Linked DNA regions of Sander lucioperca: region 2 is linked to region 1. The links are chromatin contacts, called in public Hi-C maps. All regions are on one chromosome and are shown on one strand. Each heading gives the region's core, a stretch centred on a gene start, on an enhancer-like site or on the middle of the called end of the contact. The rest is flanking DNA. Distances are from core to core; before and after follow the strand shown.

Region 1 (5,258 bases), core at 1,081-3,580:
CATGCCAGTTAATACTAATTAGCAGGTAAACGCCCCACCAATCCCAATAAAAGGACACCAGACTGCAAGAAAAGTTGAGAGAATTAATTTAAAATGCTCATACAAAAGTCTAAAGAGGCAGTCCAAACATTAAAAAATAAAAAATAAAAAAAAACGTCAATAGTTATTAAGTGGAGCTACCGCTTGCATAGCCTGGGAAAACCCTGACCAACTTCTGGCAAATTTGAGATTTGCTCTGCAAGTCAGTCTGGCCAAAAGCCCATTCAAGCCCATTTCCAATTTTTCCAAATTGAGGCACCAATGGCAACCAATGAGGCGGGCTTTACACGATGACGATAGCTCAGCGACGGCGAGGAGCTTTTTGTTTACGTTCAACATGACGGCCACCGAAGCGCAGCAACCTGTTGATGCCGCTGTCGCTGCCACGTCACCCGGATCGTTGGTCTGATTGGTTGAAGGACTATCCAATTGCGCCCAGAGGCATTTGAGCGGCGTCCGTTGGTGACACCCCTTTGGAAATGGGCTGTGAATGAACCTTCTCCAGACCCACTCTGTTACAACTGAGAAGGATCTGGTGTCAACCAGGCTACCACTTGCAGGAAGTTAACAGCAAACGAGCCGTCATATTTCATTCTCACCCTCAGGGTAAACATCTTGCAGCAGCAGTAAAGTCCTACTTTGGTCCTATAAATAGCGTAATCAATCACTAATTATTGGATGCAATGATTCAACATTAACATAATATATGGGAATTGAAGTTAGTATAGTGTTAATTTTTTGCAAAAAGACCATACTGCTCTGCAAAATAATGAAAATAATTATGGCTTTAGGAAAACATTTCTTCTTAAGAACGGTTGGTGAATGAGGCCCACTGTTCAGTCGCCCTAAATGCCCTTATGATGCTCATTAGCTTCATTCAGGTTGCTAATGCAACTTTGGAGGATTTATTTTCAGTAGAAGTGTCCACTCTGGATGCTTTTTCAGAATCTGGATGAAAGCTAAAAGTAACCAAACCTTTGTTTTGGACACATAGCTGAGATTATTTCACTCCTGAGCACACTGGTGCATGTCGTTGTTGTTGTTGACTGACTGCAGCTGCTGTGGAGATCAAACCTTTGACCCTCCAGTCATGTGACAGTCTTTAGTTTTTCATTTCAAATTCCAACAGAGTCAAAACGCAACTCAAGTTAACTAGACCTACAACTGTTGAAGTAACCATCTCTAAACTTCCCTAACAATTATTGTCCAAGTCACTTTTTCAAATGATGGATTTCTAATTTTGGAAACATATTCTCTACAAATTGTTTCCCACTTTCTATAGTGTGTTTAAAATCATCCCCTGATATCCTGTTTGACTCCTGAATAAAGGTTTTGTAATGGCTGTTTCTAATATTTCATTGAAATGGCTGTGATGTTCACATGCAGGAAGAAGTTTGGCAAACTGAACGCTGCAGATTTTACAGACCCAAATATCATTTCAAATCAATAAACTACAAGTTGAAATGCATATTTAATGTTTCTTTATGTTGTAATAAGATATACTACCACTTTTGTTCATGTTACTTTAACACCACAACTGGAGTAAAAACATTCTACCTGCAATGCTATTACTACTACTGTACAACTACAGGTACTACCACCACTGCTCTGCTTACTACAAATACCTCAGCTGCAGTACTATAGCTTCACTGCGACAGGCAACAGCTTTTCTAATCTATTGATACCATTACTGCTACTAACTGATGAAACTACTATTTTACTTATATTACTACTGCTATTACTTCAGCTACACATAATATGATATATTACTATTTACTATTTCATACTAAAACATGAAATTCTAACCCCTATTGTAAATAAATGATTGTGATGCAAAAAAAAATTGTTACATTTAAAAAGAACTGTTCTGACTTCATTCTGCTCATAAAGAGGAGGCTGAAGGGAGTGTAGACTACTTTAAATGTTCTTGGGAACTTATTTGCACTCCCTTTATTTTTGATGGGGATGTATGCAGGGTTCAAAATTTGCACCATCTACCAGCCAAATGCTGGTAAAATACACAAATGGCTGGTATGTTTGCTTCACTCACCAGCCAAAAAAAACAATGGTAATCTTATTGATTGGCTGGTGAAATTTGAACCTTCACTAGCCAATTTAGCTGGCGGACGAAAAAGTTAATTTTGAACCCTGGATGTATGGGTGTTTACATCAGAATAATCAGAGATCTCAGCGGCACAGCAATAGAGCTTTACACCACAAGCCTAAAAGAAGAAAAGACGTGTTGATGTTATCTTGCTGCTTTCATGCAAATGATTACACTGAAGTGAGCGAGGGGCAGGATCCGCAGAGAGAGAGAGAGCGAGAGAGAGCGAGAGAGAGAGAGAGAGAGAGAGCTCCGTTCCTCTCAGTCACCACTGCTCTTTATCAATCATATTAAATCCGTTCCTTTAGCGATATGGAATAACAGAAGATGTCGCTCGTTAGAAGCTGACATTTTATCTTTTCGACCCGTTTGTAAGGGCACCTTTGTCTTCAAGAAGAGGCTCTTTTTTCACGTAAGTAGCCTAATGTTAACGTTAGCGTTACAGAACAATGACCTTTTCATTTCGTCATCCTAGTTTTCTCGACAGCTCTTCTTGAAAAAAGAAGAAAAATGTAGTCACACTCGGGTTGAATCTAATTCAACATTTTGCGGAATTTTGGCCGTAACAACGGAGGATTTCAGTGATTTCGGGATGCTCTCGAATGATGTAGCTGTGAGCTACGTTTCCATTGGGGCTACTGTTTCCGCCGTACCGGGGCGGCTGTAGTCCGTTCACTGATTCGCATCATAGCATTCGATGCTAGGAAACGTCGCGAAACGACTACAAGTTCCAGCGAGGGGGAAAAAAGCTGCCTGAAATGATGCTTTTAGCCGCTATCGGAACAATTGGAATTACTTTCTACATATGGCCCATAAAGTGGTGAAATCATTAAACGTCGTCACCGAGTATTTTGCTGTTTTTTTGTTTATGTTACTAGCAGGCAGTCCAGTGGAAAATCCAACCAATATTGTCGTTGTATTTCTTTAGTTTTTTAGCTTAACAGTTTCTATCTACAACTGTTATTCTTGGTATGCTTTTCGTGTTCTTCTTTTTTTCCAAGTATCACAACGTGATATTATTTATTTAGCCTTAAATAGTATAAAAGCTCAGCCCGTCCAGTCGCATGTAAAGGACTATTTTGCTGTATAAGTTGGAAAACACGAGCTTTGTTGGAGTTCTTGAAGGCAACACGGGTTTACGGTCACGTCATATTTGGGCGACTCTGCTTCTTGTTTTTTTTAAGTCAGTGGTGAAACCATAGACATATCGATTATGTTCGCTGATAATAATTTACGGAGATGCATCCAAGCCGAAACATAAACGATGTTTCTTCCACCCATGGAGAGTAAGTTAACGTGAGCTAGCTAGTCACGGTTACAAAATAATGGCATTATTTGAGCTGTGCTCATACTCAATGGGACTCCAAACAGCTAGCTAAGTTAAACTGACTTTTAAACAACCACCATTCACACACACACAACAGCATTTAAACGCAGTCTTGTCATTGGCGTTTGGTTCTTTGGTTGTGAGCTACATGTTTGTAAAAGTTCTCTGAAATTACACACACAAAAAAAACGTGTTTAACCCAACGTAGCTTCTGGTCAGCAGTTAATTCTGCTACGTTTTCTCTTTTGCTGTCACACCAAGTTGAAAAGAAAGAAAAACCTCATTCCTCCTTATCAGTAGTTTCTCTATCTCATCTCTCCTAGCTTTATTTCATTACTTTTGTCGTCATTGCGTACTTTTATATTTACTTTAAACGTATAAATAGATGTATATAGACACTTACTAACTTACTAACTTACCGGTACTTCCTCCTTCCCTCCTTTATTCAACCCCGGAGGAAATGTAGCAGCAGTACACAAACGAAGAACACTGAATAGTACCGGGAATCAATCAAATATCCAAGTATTAGTATGATATTATAAGAGTTAAAATGAAGCCCAAAAACTATTCCCTTTTAAACGTGTTGCTGGTTTATTTTCTGTCGATACACCATTAAAAGAGTTCTATTGGTTTCAGCTCTAAATGTTGACACCTCTTTCTTCTTATCGCCTCCCCCACGGTTCATACGTTTGGAAAAAACCTGGAAAAGTTATGGAATTTGAAAAATGCAAAATTCCCGGCCTGGAAAGGTTTTGGAAACATTAAAAAGACCCAGAAAGTTTTGGAAAAGTCATGGAATTCTTTTTTAACACAGCATAATAATTAGAGGTGCAAACGATGAATCGATTAATCGATTAGTTGTCAACTATTAAATTAATCGCCAACTATTTTGATAATCGATTAATCGTTTGAGTCATTTTTTTATTAAAAAAAAAAAGATTTCTCTGATTCCAGCTTGTTAAATGTAAATATGTTCTAGTTTCTTCTCTCCTCTGTGACAGTAAACTGAATATCTTTGAGTTTTGGACAAAACAAGACATTTGAGGACGTCATCTTAGGCTTTGGGAAACACTGATCCACATTTTTCACCATGTTTTGACATTTTTATAGATCAAACAACTAATTGATTAATCGAGAAAATAATCAACAGATTAATCGACTATGAAAATAATCGTTGCAGCCCTAGTAATAATATGTGATTAATAAATGTATTTTCACGTCGTGTTAACCTCACCGTTCTATTCGGGGTGCGATATTACGACTCCCACTATGAACAACATACATTGTCATTCATTTTATTGTTAAACCTGTGAGGGTAAACTTTAACACAGCTTTTTATTCTTATTGTATAATGTCGACTGACATTTTCAGGAATACATAGTCATGGAAATTTGCCAAAAAGTCATGAAAAAGTATTAAAATGCGTATGAACCCTGGCCTCCCCTCTAACATCTGTCCTCTCCTCCCTCCAGCCACCACATGTTCCTTCGTCAGCTGAGCTCCTTCGGCTCCTCCTTCCTTCCTCGCAGCCGTCCCCCGCTCTGCAGGGCTGGCTTCAGGAGCAGCAGTGCCTCCTCCTCCTATTTCCCGCGTTGCATCCCCGCTCCTCATCCATGGTGCTCGGTGCGGGGATTCCCCCCCCGGCCTCCTGGACTCCCCCGCTCCCACCCAGCAGCCCGACAGGTCTTCTCTGGTAGGACGTTACACCCTCGGGGCATCAGCCGGGGTAACTTTGGCGGTAGCTGGCATCCGTTCTCCACCTCTGCCGGCCTCATGATGGAGCGGCCT
Region 2 (5,831 bases), core at 2,347-4,846, 200 kb before region 1:
TTTACATAAAGATATTCCCAGCATATTGATTCAGAAAAAGGTAGAAATAGGTGCATACAAATTCACCAGAATGCAGGAAATGAAGTGTTTAATGTCAAAATGTTCAGGAGGTTGACCCCATCATAACACATGTTAAGCATGTTTTGTTGACTTGTGGATAGGCCCACTGATGTTCAGTGATTTTAAAAGTAGCCTCAATTAGGCCTGCATGAAGTTAGAAATGATTTGCTGTTGCAAAGAATCATTTATGAATGCACTTTTTAAAAAGTTGTGGAAATAAAATGTCTTCAAATACAATATAAAAAAATATTTACATTTTATCAGTTGTTATTGAAACTTATCATTGTCTGGGACACACAAAAGATGGCATTTACTGCAGAGGTGTGTGTGGGTTAGGGCAGGCGGACGTGATTTTGGGGAAGGGGGGGCTCGCCTGTCCTTACCTACTCTAAGGGGAGGCTCACATTCACCCAATTTGAAAACCCCTGACGTACAGAAAACAAAACAAAAATGCGAAATAGCTAATGTTCCCCCCCTTAAAAAAAACTCTGTACATGAAAGTGAACCTTCTTCACAGAGTTAATACAGTGGCAGAGTGTCAACAGGTAGGCTACAAAACACATTTGAAGAAAATTACAAACGTTACAAATACTGGACCAGTTTATCTAAATTCGTGAAACATTTAGCTAGCTATATCTCAGTGTTAGCAGTTCATTTGATTTAAGCTATCTTAAGGAAAGCCAAGTTTATTTGTGTTGCGAATTTCAACCATAAAGCAATTTATAATGCTTTATAAACAAAGAAACCTAAGGCAATATATAAAAAGACGTGTTTTAGTAAAATAAGATGAATTTTCTTTTAAATAAGCTAAACCACCGTTATGTCACAATGTTATAAGCTATTATAGGCTAGCCTACTTAACGTTTACACATTTAGCTGATAATACTTTACTTTTTAAGGTTTTAAATGCTTACTTTTAGTAGAGTATTTGTGCTATTGCTACTTTTACTTTAAAGTAGCTCAGAATACTTCTTACACCACTGCTAACCATTGGGCTTTGGAAACAGAACCAAAACGGGGCCGAGCATGATTGTTACCGTTGTGTATGTACATTTGTAGTTGTAGAGTCATGTTTTTTGGACTTACCTATGTTTTTAAATTTGATTTAAATGCATGCACTATTTTTTTTCTCTGTTACTTTTATTCTTTGTTGCTGCTGGGATTCAGCCCCACATCTCCATCTTCTTGCTCAGTGCTCTGCTGGCTGCTTCTCCGATAATCTTCAATGCTGATGAACTCAAACACAAGAGGAAGTCACCTAAAAAGGTACAGGGAACTGCACTTCATTCAGAAAGTATATTTTATGTTGCAGCATTATGCCAAAAATGTCTCATCAATCTACACTCAGTACCTCATAATGACAAGACCAATAGAGGATTTTAGAATGTTTTGCAAGTTTATTAAAAAAGAAAACACTGAAATATTACGTTGACCGAAGTATTCAGACTTTTTGTTATGAAAGTATTTTGCTTAGGTACCGCCCATTTTTCTTCATCATCTTTGAGATGTTTCTACACCTTGATTGGAGTCCACTTGGGGTAAATTTGATTGGACATGATTTGAAAAGGGACACACACTTGTCTTTATTAGGTCTCACATTTGACAGTACATATCAGAGTAGAAACCAAGCCATTAAGTTGAAGGAGCTGCCTGCACTGTGGGCAGATTCAAAAGATCTGTGTGCAGTATTCCAAGAGGGTTAACCTCACTGCTAGCCATCATTTAAATCAATGACCTACTCTATATATATATATATATATATATACGTGAAACCAGATGCAAACATTGTATAGCTCCTTTTAGATCAGCTGAATTGATTGAATAGGAGGTAATATTAGATATTTGCAGTCTTTTTGCCACAGGTCTGACACTTCTGTAGTTCATCTTTTACCAAGATAACGTCACTGTCAGAAATTCCTGATCTCTGCCATCCAACTAGGAGGCTGACGTGAATGTTAATTATGGTTTGAACAATTTAAACGTGTAAAGCTGTCAACAATCTCAAGTCACTCACCATGTATCAATGCTGGAGGTGTTAACATACATTCTGTGTCAACCCCTCCAGTGTCTGTATCAAAGGGTGTTTTCATTGCTTGTGTGCATTTTTGTAATTACCGGTACTGCCTTTGGCGTTTTTCAGTTTGCACTTAAAACAACAATGCACGTGTACATGCGAATGTGTAAAATTGATGTCAGTGACACCAGAATTTCCACATTTGGGATCAATAAAGTACCTCCGTTTTAGACAGAGAAAAGGACAGTTACTCTGCTGAAACACTAGATGGCGAGCTAAGACTGTAAAGATATTTCAACTCGAATTCACCTTTCTAATGAGGATCATTTTTATTTTGGATCCACATATTTAATGAATAACGAAAAATGAGATGGAACCAGTGGTGTGTCTGATAATTTATTGAGATCAAATGTGTTTTCTTCTTGTCAACTTGTTTGTTCATGTGACAGAAACACTGCACTGCAACAGAAAAAGATCTTTCCTCTCCTCCTCTTCCTATCCCACCCCTGTTTTCTTCTCCGTTCCTCTCTCCATCTTTTCTCTCCTCTCTTTCTCCTAGGTATATTTATTTAGCTTTTCTCCTCAGTCTACACACAGAAAATCAATGGCAATACTGGGTTGATTTCAGCCGGGTACATGGGTAGTTTTGATCCAGTACCCCAATATTAATAATACAATAACATAAAATAAATTAAATAATAATAATAATACATGTGTGCTATATTGACCCACACTTGATCACTGATTTGTTTTTTGTGCATTCTTCTTCTTTTTCCAGTCTTTTTTTCCGCCCATCCCTCTGTATTTAATGTTACATGTCTTTGATCTAAATGTATGGCCTACGTTAATTTAGAATTTGGTTAAAATCAAATAACAACAGTGATCTTAGAGAGACAGGCATGTACAGAATAAATCTGAACTGTTCTGGGTTTTTTCTTTGGGGTCCTTTTTTAGTCTACAGAGATAAGATATTTCACTTTTACTCTTATTTTTGCCTTTTGTCATAGGCTGCAATTAATACATATTTCCATTTCTCAGTCATCTGCGCATTATTTTCTTGATTAATCATTTTGGTCAAGAAAGTAAGATTCCGTTTACTTGCTTTGTCTGACCAACAGTCCAAAGAAATCTGTACACAGTGTACAATAGAAAACAAATGAGGATAGTGTCCATTCACTTGCTTGTGGAGCCTATGCCCAAAGATTTGAAAACGATTATTGGCATGTTTAAAAAATATATATATATATATATATATATATAAATAAATAAAAATGGCACAAATTATTAATCCATAGTCAGTTTTAACTCTCTGTTGATTAGCTTTTGTCTAATTGTCCCTCAATCGGGGACAAAATAGATAGTTATTTGAACTGAATTGTCTTCTGTTTCCTCCGTCGGTGATTTTCTGCCGATCTATTCTGTTCTACTTTAGTGGAGTAGTTGTGGGTGTCGGCAGGTGGAGCTCCACGCTCTCCCATCCAACCCTTCAGGAGGGTCCAGGACTCTCTCAGCGGAACACAGTGTCACAGACACACACTCGCACGCGCATACGGCCGTCAGGCGTGTCAGAGAAGCGCTCGAGCCTCTGTGAGTTGAGAGAGAGAGAGAGAGAGAGAGAGAGAGAGTGAGAGAGAGAGTGAGAGTGAAGGAAAGCGCGCTCTGTAGTCAGTGTTTTACCGTCGGCGGGAACGGGCCGACCAGTGTGTTAGTTAGTGGAGGTTGTCCGGTTTAGTCTGGTTGTTTTTTTATTTGTTTTCTCGCTTCTATATAATGGGATTCTAACAGCAGCCGGGCAGCGGGCGCCGCCGGCTCCTCCTGACCGGAAAATGAAGCGTCTCTGTCGGAGGCTGGCGGTGGCCGTGGCGGTGCTGGTGTGGCTGGGGGCGCTGGTTTACCTGCTGGTGCTGAGCCGGAGGAGGCTGCCGGAGCTCGGTACCGGAGTAGGGGGTGGAGGAGGAGGAGTAGCGGGAGGCGGAGAGACAGCGTCCAACCAGGTGAAGTAGAGATACCACCTCTCCTACTGTGTGTGCGCGAAAGAAAAGATGCCATTATATCCCTGTGGGGACTTCCACTGTGTCTGTGGAGTTAACATCAGTCACACTGCAAGCGGTATCTCCTATAGTAAACCCATAACATCCCGAAGTGCATCAATGATGAGTTTATAGTGACATTAGTGGTTGTTTTATGGGTTTGCATCCCTATAAAGAGTTGTAATTTGGCTGGGATAGGTGTAGTCTTAAACCTCATGGATAGTGTGTCATCAATGCTGGAAAAAGTATTCAAGTCTTGAGTAAATGTAGCAACACCACAACAAAAAAAACTCCTGTATTTGAAATTGAGTGAAATCAAACAAATTGGCAGTAAAATGCATTTAATGAAAGTAACTAATGGGCGAGTTAATGTATGTTTAGTTGTTGTTGTTGGCTCAGGTGCAACTAATTGGCACAGATAAGCAATTTAAATGGCAGGAGTTCCTATTTTAGAATATTTTTTTTTGAAGCTGAGTTCTCAATCTTCCACTAATTCAGAAGAGTTAAAAAGTACATTCCCTTCTGAAAAAAAGAACCTTAGTCAGGTAATGTAGTATTTCCTCCTCGTATTTCTTCTGTCAGCTCCCAATGTAAATTAAAAGAAAATCTGCTATGTTGTAACTTTAAATTTTTATTTTCTTTTTAGTTTTATCTTTGGTATCAGTGAGCATTTATCTCCTACATGTATGCCATCACAGGATATTCATATTTAATCCACAATATCTGTAGTGGCTCTTTAGTGATGTAATACTCAACTTTTTTATTTCGTAAGATAATACTTTTTAGTGCTATTCCTATAATATACACATGCATCCCCTACAGGGACTATTATCATAAAACCTGATCAGATTGCAGTGGCTCCTTTGTGAAGATAATTGTGTTCATTTTCGACCCGGCTTGGTGTCTGTCCCCAGTGTGCACTGCAGGATGTCTGTTATGCAAAAGACCTGCGGCATGTTAACTGGGGCTGGTGGGATAAGTTGTATTGATCCTGCCTCTCATACCTTGTTTTATTGAACGACAAGCACACACAAATCCTTGAACAGGCCACATCTTGTAGAAACACTTTTCTGTAGGAAATAATGAGAGACGAGAGGACATACAAATATCATAGTAATATAAACGCCACTTACTTTAAATTACAGACACTATATGCTTTACAGGGATATTGGACATAAATCTAGAAAGTCAGTCCTTTCAACTACAGACATTGTTAGCCCATCTAAGAATGTTATTGTATGCTACAGGAGGTGAGTTTCTGTAAAGAGGGATATGAGGTCTCACTCCTGAAGGTTAGCAGCGTGTTCTGCTTGACTAATGAAACTTCTAAGGTTTTCCCATATGAACTTTTGACAATGTCTGACGAATCAGGTCCTGACATTGGCACACATGTAAAACGCAACAGGAGGTTGTCCGTGTCAAGTTTTCACTTACTGGAAACACTATGGTTAGGCAAGGGGTTGGACCTGGGTAGAGCGTGCAGAAGGCAGGACATGACGCAGATTACCGTGTCAGGGAGCCAGTTTGAAATTTGGTCATAAACAACCGAGTCTCTCGCCGTTCCTTTGGCGTCGGTCCGTACCGCCAGAAGTTCACGAATCTTTTCGTCTTTCCAGTTATACATTTTCGTTGGTGTCGAAATCATAATTTTTCTTCACCCTGGGATGTGGTTTTTTTCCCCAGTTCTGCACGAGCAGATAGAAACGTCATCAACACGCCCAATCGCT

The links. A called contact is a pair of places that touch in the nucleus more often than the background predicts.
Region 2: a contact with region 1 is called in a Hi-C map of liver, with 5 times the contacts expected there. The contact joins the promoter of galnt14 here to the promoter of angel2 in region 1. A contact is called at or near these places in 2 of 2 Hi-C or Micro-C datasets (liver and muscle).

The regions. Positions count from the first base shown.
Region 1 is chr19:14,328,831-14,334,088 of SLUC_FBN_1.2, reverse strand. angel2 (protein angel homolog 2) reads left to right here and starts at 2,330. Exons shown (of 9, transcript XM_031308300.2): 1 at 2,330-2,555; 2 at 4,943-5,258. The coding sequence starts at 4,950. It overlaps galnt14 (polypeptide N-acetylgalactosaminyltransferase 14), which reads left to right. Exons shown (of 16, transcript XR_004106500.2): 16 at 1-130.
Region 2 is chr19:14,526,672-14,532,502 of SLUC_FBN_1.2, reverse strand. galnt14 (polypeptide N-acetylgalactosaminyltransferase 14) reads left to right here and starts at 3,596. Exons shown (of 16, transcript XR_004106500.2): 1 at 3,596-4,068.